Linked DNA regions of Mus musculus: region 2 is linked to region 1. Evidence: chromatin contacts called from public HiChIP or PLAC-seq data. All regions are on one chromosome and are shown on one strand. Each heading gives the region's core, a stretch centred on a gene start, on an enhancer-like site or on the middle of the called end of the contact. The rest is flanking DNA. Distances are from core to core; before and after follow the strand shown. Region 1 overlaps Lnx2 (ligand of numb-protein X 2). Region 2 holds the start of Urad (ureidoimidazoline (2-oxo-4-hydroxy-4-carboxy-5) decarboxylase).

Region 1 (4,297 bases), core at 1,643-4,142:
ACATATAGACACAAAAATACACACACACAAAATCTTAAAAACAAAAATATCCTTATTGCTTCAAGTCTGAGCTTTTCAAACCACAACCCAGCTAAATCTAAATGGGGCATTACTGACTGTAACGTGGGCCCATTGCTCGAGGAAAGGGGAGAGAAACGCCCTTGGAGGCGAGATCCAGGTGTGTGAACTTTCAAGTTTAACCATCCGTTTATCCAACGACAGCTTCAGCTATCCGAGGGATCGTACTGCAGCCTGCTGTAAAACGCAGAGGACCAGAAACCAAGTTCTGAAGTTCCAGAGTTAGAAAGTAAAGAGTTGGGATGGAGAGATGGCTCAGAGGTTAAGAGCACTGACTGCTCTTCCAGAGGTCCTGAGTTCAATTCCCAGCAACTACATGGTGGCTCACAACCATCTGTAATGGGATCTGATGCCCTCTTCTGGTGCGAGAGCTACAATGTATTCATATACATAAAATAAATAAATCTTTTAAAAAAAGGAAGTAAAGAGTTGGCAGCTGGAGCAGCAGAGGGAGGATTTGGCCATTCAAAAACCAAGTCACACTGCACAGTACTCTAAGAAAATGAAACCCTCTAAATCAACTGCTGTAGCTTGGGCAAGCGTCCTCGGAGGGTCACGTGCCCTTAGCCGCTTGGCGCCTGGCTTCTCCTGCTACTGTGAGGTAGCACATCAAGGAGGCGGGCATTGGTGGGACCTGGATGCTGGGACTTTGGTCCTGTCCCTTTCCTGCTACCATCCTGAGTGAAGCAAGCAGCATCATGCCACCATAATAACGATATGCCTGCTTTAGATGCCACCTTAACACAGGCATCAGAGCAACAGCCTAACCTACCACGGCTTGAAATCTGGGACTATGGGCCCAAATCAACCATTCCTCTTTTAAGGTGGGTGTGACTTGGTTATCTTTTTTTTTTTTTTTTAAAGATTTATTTATGTATGTGAGTACACTGTAGCTATACAGATGACTGTGAGCCTTCATGTGGTTGTTGGGAATTGAATTTTTTAATTATTATTATTATTATTTTTTATTTAGGACCTCTGTTCGCTCCGGTCAACTCCATCCCTGCTTGCTCCAGCCCAAAGATTTATTTATTATTATACATAAGTACACTGTAGCTGACTTCAGACACACCAGAAGGTTGCTGGGATTTCAACTCAGGATCTTCAGAAGAGCAGTCAGTGCTCTTACCTACTGAGCCATCTCCCCAGCCCGCGGATCTTGTTTTATGAAAACACAAGAAGGCTGACGACACCTGCCAACTCCTCCACCCAGTTCTCTGCGTGGCTAATGAAATGAAAAAGCTGGTGTGCACAGCCTGTTCAACTACTTGTTCCCCTGCTAGAGAAGGAAAACGTATGCCAGTGACTCTCTGCTCTTAGAACCTGGGCAACGTGAGGCTGTGGTTGTATCCTGGGCTTTTATGAAACTGCTCCTTCAGGCTGGAACACAGTCAACTCCTGGACTGCCACCGGTCACTCTTTGCAAGGAGAGTACTGGTCTGCATCCCAGCCGGGTCACACTGTGGATTCCCCACAGTAGGAGCTGTAAGAGTCCAATAGGCTGTCCCCCAGACACTTCCAGCGCGGCCTCACCAGAACGGGGCAAGTCTAGAATGAAGGCACAGCAAGGTGCAGCGTCACCGTTCAGTGACAGACCCGATCGTCAGACAGCACACATCCTCAGTGTGAGGATATCTGGTAGTCAGTCACCCTCCCCAGAGCAAGTGGGCTAACTAGTAGAGGAAACAGAAGCCACCACGGGTCAGGACTGACTGACGAGGCGAATGCTGTGCCGAGGAAACATGAGGCGGGCTCCCGATGTCATTACAATTCAATTATTGAAAGCGGTTCTAGTAAGTAACACGAGAAAAAGTAAGAGAGAAACCGGTAATAACATATTCTATGTAACCCAATACAACCCAGTGCATCCAAGACTCTGTCAGCTCAGCACACCGTGGGGGCCAAGCTTCAGGGACAGCCAAGGGCTGGAGGTACTCTGGATGGGGAAGACATAAGACAGCATAGGCTATGGTGTGTTCTGTCTGCAGGAGCAGGGGCATCATGGGTGTGTGTGTGTGGGGCTCAGGCACAGCAGGCAGTGACTGAGGGCAGTGGCTCTGTGAATAGGGACACAGCTCTCGGATGAATGCCTGCGCTGCTCCGAAGCGGATGGCATTTACCTCCACCCAGAACGGCCGTTGCACCGCTATGTAAACATCTGAGAAATTCTGGAAGAATGTAAGCTGAAGGCACAGAACAAATCAAAATATTCAGTTATTAAGTGCTTAGCTGACAAAGTACAAATACATCAACACTAACAGATCAGGGAGAAATTCCATTACAGAGACCCCGGAACAGCCAGTGTCCTCTGAGATTTTCATAAGAAAAATAATATTGAAAGAATCCTACCCCCCCCCCCCAAATATTCACCAGACCACCAGGTTGGACATATTTTTATGTATAACAAAGTGGCAGTTATGATTATCTGTTGGATGGCCACTCCCCAGAGAAATGACAGGTTTTACAAAGTCTTTAAAAAGTAGCAAGGCTGGTTACAAAATTGTACCTGGGGAGCAGGACACACTGTTTCACGTCAATTGCACTTCAGGATCAAATTGCTTCATAGGTGATTGGGGGGGGGGTGCTCGGGCCGCATCCCTCTCTGGGGGTCTGTGTGTGTGTGCTGGCTGCGTGGTGACTGGGGAGCTCGGGGCTGAACAAGCCAGTAGCAACCACCATTGCAACCCTTATCTACCACAGAGAGACCTGTTTGGCTTCTTACTATGAATTTAACTTGGAAGAACCAGCGACAGGGATACAAAGCCCAGCAATACTGGCTGAGGAGGTGGCTCGCCCAGCGGCACCGCAGCCTGTACGATTATCGATGCCATCTGTCTCTGAGCTCACGTGTAAGTTAGCTCTGACTTTGAACGAGGTTTCTAAGTGGAATTTTTCAAGTATAAATATTAACCAGGCAAAGGTTGTTTCCTCTTATTTACTTTCTCATTATGCCGTCTAAGGGTCATCTGTGTTGAATAAAGGACAAACAGCTTTCTAAACATTAAAAAAAAAAAAAGATAAAGAAAGTTAAGTGACCAACAGCTGAAGACACTAACATCTAAAATCTACTATTTCAGATTAAAAAAACAAGAACAAAAACAGAGCTTTTTGGTCTCTTGGGGGAAACTAAGGATTTCTAAAATACACAGGAACAAAAATCAAAGGCTCCCTTTCAACTTAGCTGTGGTGTGTGTGTGTATGTGTGTATGTGTGTGTGTGTATGTGTGTGTATGCGCACTCATGTTTAAGAAGTAATGTTATTTAATCACCTAGTTCAATTGCATAAATCACAAAAACTTCTCCAGACAAGATTGCTGATAAATATAAACTCTAGAAATGACTTTTAGAAAAACATCTCCAAACTTTTCCTACGCAACAAAGCTTTCCTTTTGAACAGAGTCTTCGTGCTTCTGGGCTGTTCCAGGCAACATAGCTTTGCCAGTTCCAGAAGTCGCCTCCCAGGTTGCTCTGTCCCTTCAATAGCATTATTCTTGACTCTCTCCTATTTTAACCGCAGTACATTATTTAAGTCTCATCAGTGGTGTTCGGTTTATGTCTTCAGTTGAGGACTGAAGATCAGCCGCAGTAGAAACGAGCCCAAAAGTCACTTTATAAACGGTATAAAAATCTTGAAATGTTGGCACCAATGGAAAATGAGGAAAACCTAAGATGCGCCCCTCCGCAGCTCTGTCTCCGGGGCAGGGGGTGCTGCGGACGCTGCAGCAGCGAGGTGCTGCGGATGGAGGAGTTGCGGGTGGAACTCGCTTCATGACTGAGCTGCTGCAGGCTGCTGCAGGCACAGAGGCCACTTCCGTCCAGCCAGGGACAGTCGTGGCAGCCACCGAGAGCATCTGAAATGAGCCCCTGGGGCTGGTGGGAGCCGATTCCGAGCCAAGGGGAAACACAGGATGATGTCAGTATTGCTGTCCTGTGTCGCTGCCCAGCAGATATGCCACCCTGGAGGGGCTTCCTTCACGGACCTGCAGGAAGAATTGAGACTGGAGTCTGATGTCAAGACTCTATACGAGGCTGCCTGGCCAGCAGATGACCGTCAGCGTGACCTTGTTCCTCTGTTCTTTCAACATGGGCACCAGAGCAGAGTGACTCATGCCCACAGTCGACAGGCCGTTTACTGCTACGATCATGTCTCCACACCTGAACAAAACACAAACAGGGGCAGAATTAGTGCCATTATCTCAATAGCATCACAAACACAGTC
Region 2 (4,242 bases), core at 950-3,449, 300 kb after region 1:
TGGTCGATTTGGCACAAACCAAAGTCATCTGTCAAGAGGAAACCTCAGTTGAAGAAATCAGCACCCCACCCCTATGCATGCGCATACATTCACACATCACACATACCACATGTGCATGCACACGCGCATCTTTCTAGATTTTGTTTTAGATAATCTAGAAAAGCCTAGTGTGCTTACTTTCTTCAAAAGCCTTTGGATCGAGCTGGAGAGACGGCTCAGTGGTGATGAACACTTGCTGTTCTTGCAGAGGGCCTGGCTTCAGCTCCCAGCACACACATCAGATGGTTCACATCTGCCCATAACTCCAGTTTCAGGGGAATCTGCCGCCCTCCTCTGGCTCTGTAGGCATCTGCGTGTATGTGGTACACTTGGCATGCACAGGCATGTTGGATTTTTGTTTGTTTGTTTTTGTTTTCAAGACACGGTTTCTCTGTATAGAGAGCGCCCTGGCTGTCCTGGAACTCAGTCTGTAAAACAGGCTGTTCTTGAACTCAGAAATCTGCCTGCCTCTGCCTTCTCAGTGTTCACCACCACTTCCCATTAAGGATTTTTAAATGACCCTTCAAATACATTGAGACTCTCCTCTCCTCTCCTCTCCTCTCCTCTCCTCTCCTCTCCTCTCCTCTCCTCTCCTCTCCTCTCCTCTCCTCTCCTCTCCTCTCCTCTTCTCTCTCTCTCTGTTCTAGAAACATTGTGAAAAAGATTGAGTACATCTTAGTGGTAGAGTGCCCAGGATAAGCAAGAAAGACCCTGAGTTGATTAGTTGATTTGCAAACATACATACAGATAGACAGACAGATAGACACACACACACACACACACACACACACACACACACTTAAATTTCACATATTTGAGTGTTTTGTTTGCATGTATGTCTGCACATCACATGTGTCCTTGGTGTTTACGGAGGCCAGAGCAGGACACCAGATCCTGGAGTTAGACGCCTTTGCGAGCATCTTTGGGGGGTGGGGAATGTGTGCTTAAAATTGATCTCCAGTCCACTGGAAGAGCAGCCAGTGCTCCTAACTGCTGAGCCATCTCTCCAGTCCTCAGCTTGATTTTATAACCTGGACCTGTGCTCTTCCTCTGTAAGTTCTCATAGGCAGCCATACAGAGGAGTCTGAGAATCCACAGAGTGTCACAGCCATACTGAACGCAGCTGCGAGTGCCTGCTCTGTCCTGAGACCACCCTCCTGACCGAAGACTAAGAACAGTCTCAAGGGCAGGTGACTCCTACCCTCTGACTTTGTTCCCCAAGGGCATGTCGGGTTTATTCTCAGAACCCATAGTAGCCTATGAACAGGGACTATGTACCTTTGGACCTTCGGCCGCTGTGCCATCCTGAATAAACCTCTACCCCCTCTTCTCCCCACCCTGTGGCCCACTCTCCCCAGAAAACATTGCTTTGCTCCCATTTTACTTCTCTCTGCAAAGAGTCTTGGGATCTAAATGAATGCATCCTTGTCTGGTCCAAACCGGCCCTTTTTTTTTGAAAATCGCTCAGCGCTTCCCGTTCCTCTCTGGGGTCCCTGGGAGGTCCTCGCTATCCTCTCTTTCATCCAGGGCATTGCCAAAGTGGGCCTTCAGCTTCTGAGTCACCAAGGCCTTTGCCCTGTTCCCATTCTTGACCTCCAATAGCCCTGGCCGTCCTGGAACTCGCTCTAGATCAGGCTGGTCTCGACCTCAGAGATTGTCCTCCCTCTGCCTCCGCTGTCCTCGGCCATCCATGCTACCTTGCCCATCCCGCCCCCATGTTCTTGTGTCCACCTTCAAGAGACTAGCGTTTGAAAGGATGTCTACTGATCCTTCTAATAATCCCGGCTAAATAACTGAGTAAGGAGGCTAAAGTAATCTAAAATATTTTTATATACAATATTGAAAATGACTTCGCGCACACGGTCCTGAAGTCTTACCTGATCTCGGGAGAGCATCAATAAAGGCAAAAAAGTGATTTTCTAAGTCTTCCAAGCCAGAGAATGGACGCTGGGACCAGACAGCAGCGGCAATCAGAGGGCATTTCTCAACAATGTTCCCAAACACATCCACAAATTCTCCGAAGTCCATGGAATTGACCTTCACCATGTCCATGGCTGATCCTGGACTGGAGGCAGTGTTCTGCCCTGCCTGTGGTCCGCTCTCATCGAGCGAGTGAGCTAATTCCTCCTCATGGGTTGTGTTTGCTGAACACACATGCTGGCCCTGTGCAAGGGCAGCTGACCCTGGTTTAAATATCTCTGGGAGGAGCTTATCCAGAACGGTCCTGCGATGAGAAACACAGGTTTAACTGTTTTGTTGGTGGTAGGGGTAATATGTGTGCTGGAGACAGAACCCAGGGTCTCACGCATGCTCGAGGAGCACCCGAATACTGAGCTATCCGCCACCTCCGCTTAAGGCTATGATCAGGAGAGCAGAGACTTCTGCAGAAAGAATGATTCCACCCGAGGCATTGCCATAACAAGAGGTGGCGGCGGTGGCCGTATGTAATGAGACAGACACTTGGTGCCATTACCATCTTGTCTGTGTGCACGTATGCTTTTACCTGCATGTAATCTGTGTACCACATGCAGACCAAACAGGTGGCCCTGTGACCTGCCTGGATTACCAGGACAGTGTCCTCAGGGACAACCCTGGTTCTGTCCCCAGCACCCACACGGTAACTCACAAGCACCTCATCTGTCCTTGCTGTTGCTCTAGAGCACAGGCACTGCGTTTTAATCTTTCTTTGAACTCTAAATGCTTAACACCACATAGACTTAATTAGTGTAAACAGAACAGGGTAAGGTGCCTCTGGTGGAGTGTGCTATCTTCTCTCGTTTAAAAAAATATTTTTTTAATTAGGTGTATTTTGTATGTGTACAAGCGTGTGTGTGTGTGTGTGTGTGTGTGTGTGTGTTTGTGCCCAAGAAGAGAGGGTTGAATCTGCCTTCCAGGTTCTCACCTTGAGTTCTTGGCTTGGATTCTTTCAACAACAGCCTATAAACTATAAACTGAAACAAACCTTTGCCTTCCCTAGATTGTTTTTGGTAAGTGTTTTATCACAGCAGCAGTTTATCTAAGGCTGTTACTGGTGGTGTTCTTCACGGGGTAGGGGTGGGGTGGGGGATGGAGGGGGGAGCGGGGAGGGGAAACAGCCTAGAAAAGATTAGAAAGACCACAGACCACAGCAAGGGGGTGGGGTAGGGGCATGCGCCACAAAGAGAGGCGCCCCTGCCCTAGTGTGTGGGAAGGAGAGGGGCTCTGATCTCAGGAGAACTCAGTGTGGGACTAGGAACAAGCACGAAAAGCGCTCATTATCGCGAGTCCAGAAACGATTGCACCCTGGACAAATTCTCCCCAAAGACGCCTTGTTTTCCTTTCGCCCAATATTTGCCCTTCTAGGTACCAAGGGGCAGTAACAAGTCAAACCTGGTGTTTGACACTCTGTTTCGGAAACTGTGGTGCTCGGGCGCCCCCTGCTGGTACAATCACTATAAAGCACTGCTTGAAGGGGTGGCCTTAGCCTACAGGCTAAAGGATGTTAAAGGGGGTGAAACCTTGTAAAGTTTTCCCCATCCGTATTGGCATGTCAGCCGGTGATGTCATTATACAGGTCTGGACAACTATGTTGGTGAGATTAGACCGGTGAGACTTCCCTATTCCTGTCTAAAAGGCACTATCTAGCAGCAGACATTCTGGTCGTCTCTGGCTCCCCCCCCCCCCATGTTATTGTTGTTGTTGTTGTTGTTGTTGTTGTTGTTGTTGTTCAAGACAGGGTTTCTCTGTATAGCCCTGGCTGTCCTGGAATTCACTTTGTAGACCAGGCTGGCCTCGGACTCAGAAATCGGCCTGCCTCTGCCTCCCAAGTGCTGGGATTAAAGGCGGGCACCACCACCGCCCGGCGTATTTATTATTTTTTAATGATTTATTCTTTTATGTGCATTGGTGTCTTGCCTGAATGTGTGTCTGTTACAGACAGTTCTAATTATTCACTCTACATCCCAATCACAGGCTCCCCTCACATGACCTCTCTCACCATTCCTCTAACCCCACCCCTACATCCTACTCTTAAAATCTTTCCACAGCCTCAGTCCTGATGTTCCCTGGGCTTTGAGTGTAGGGATTGCATTGTAGACTTACCAGTTGGGGCTGAGCATGCCACAGTCACCTAGTCTCTGCATGATGACCATGTGTAAAGGCAATCGAGGCTGAGAGAGAGAGAATCGGCATTCGGTGGAGAGCCCCGTGTTAGGCTATCCAATC

Evidence for each region. HiChIP or PLAC-seq counts read pairs in DNA pulled down with a chosen protein or histone mark.
Region 2: an H3K27ac HiChIP or PLAC-seq map of hepatocytes shows a contact between it and region 1, with 7 times the contacts expected there. The contact joins the promoter of Urad here to the enhancer-like site in region 1. A contact is called at or near these places in 8 of 39 promoter capture datasets (the 3T3-L1 cell line, the C10 cell line, embryonic stem cells and 4 more), 11 of 484 Hi-C or Micro-C datasets (embryonic stem cells, liver and morula), 4 of 115 datasets of contacts at active chromatin or transcription factors (astrocytes, forebrain, hepatocytes and 1 more) and 2 of 9 other capture datasets (adipose tissue and pancreatic islet).

What each region holds. Positions count from the first base shown.
Region 1 is chr5:147,014,824-147,019,120 of GRCm38.p6, forward strand. Lnx2 (ligand of numb-protein X 2) reads right to left here. Exons shown (of 10, transcript NM_080795.4): 10 at 1,832-4,233. The coding sequence ends at 4,098. Among named protein-coding and RNA genes, the nearest start is that of Mtif3, 53 kb to the left of the region's middle. Within about 2 kb of position 2,893, at least 10 of the 459 cell types and tissues checked have an H3K27ac peak or open chromatin away from gene starts, as enhancers often do. A contact at or near this core is called in hepatocytes, liver and pancreatic islet, where this site is marked.
Region 2 is chr5:147,320,241-147,324,482 of GRCm38.p6, forward strand. Urad (ureidoimidazoline (2-oxo-4-hydroxy-4-carboxy-5) decarboxylase) reads right to left here and starts at 2,200. Exons shown (of 2, transcript NM_001039678.2): 1 at 1,917-2,200. The coding sequence starts at 2,091.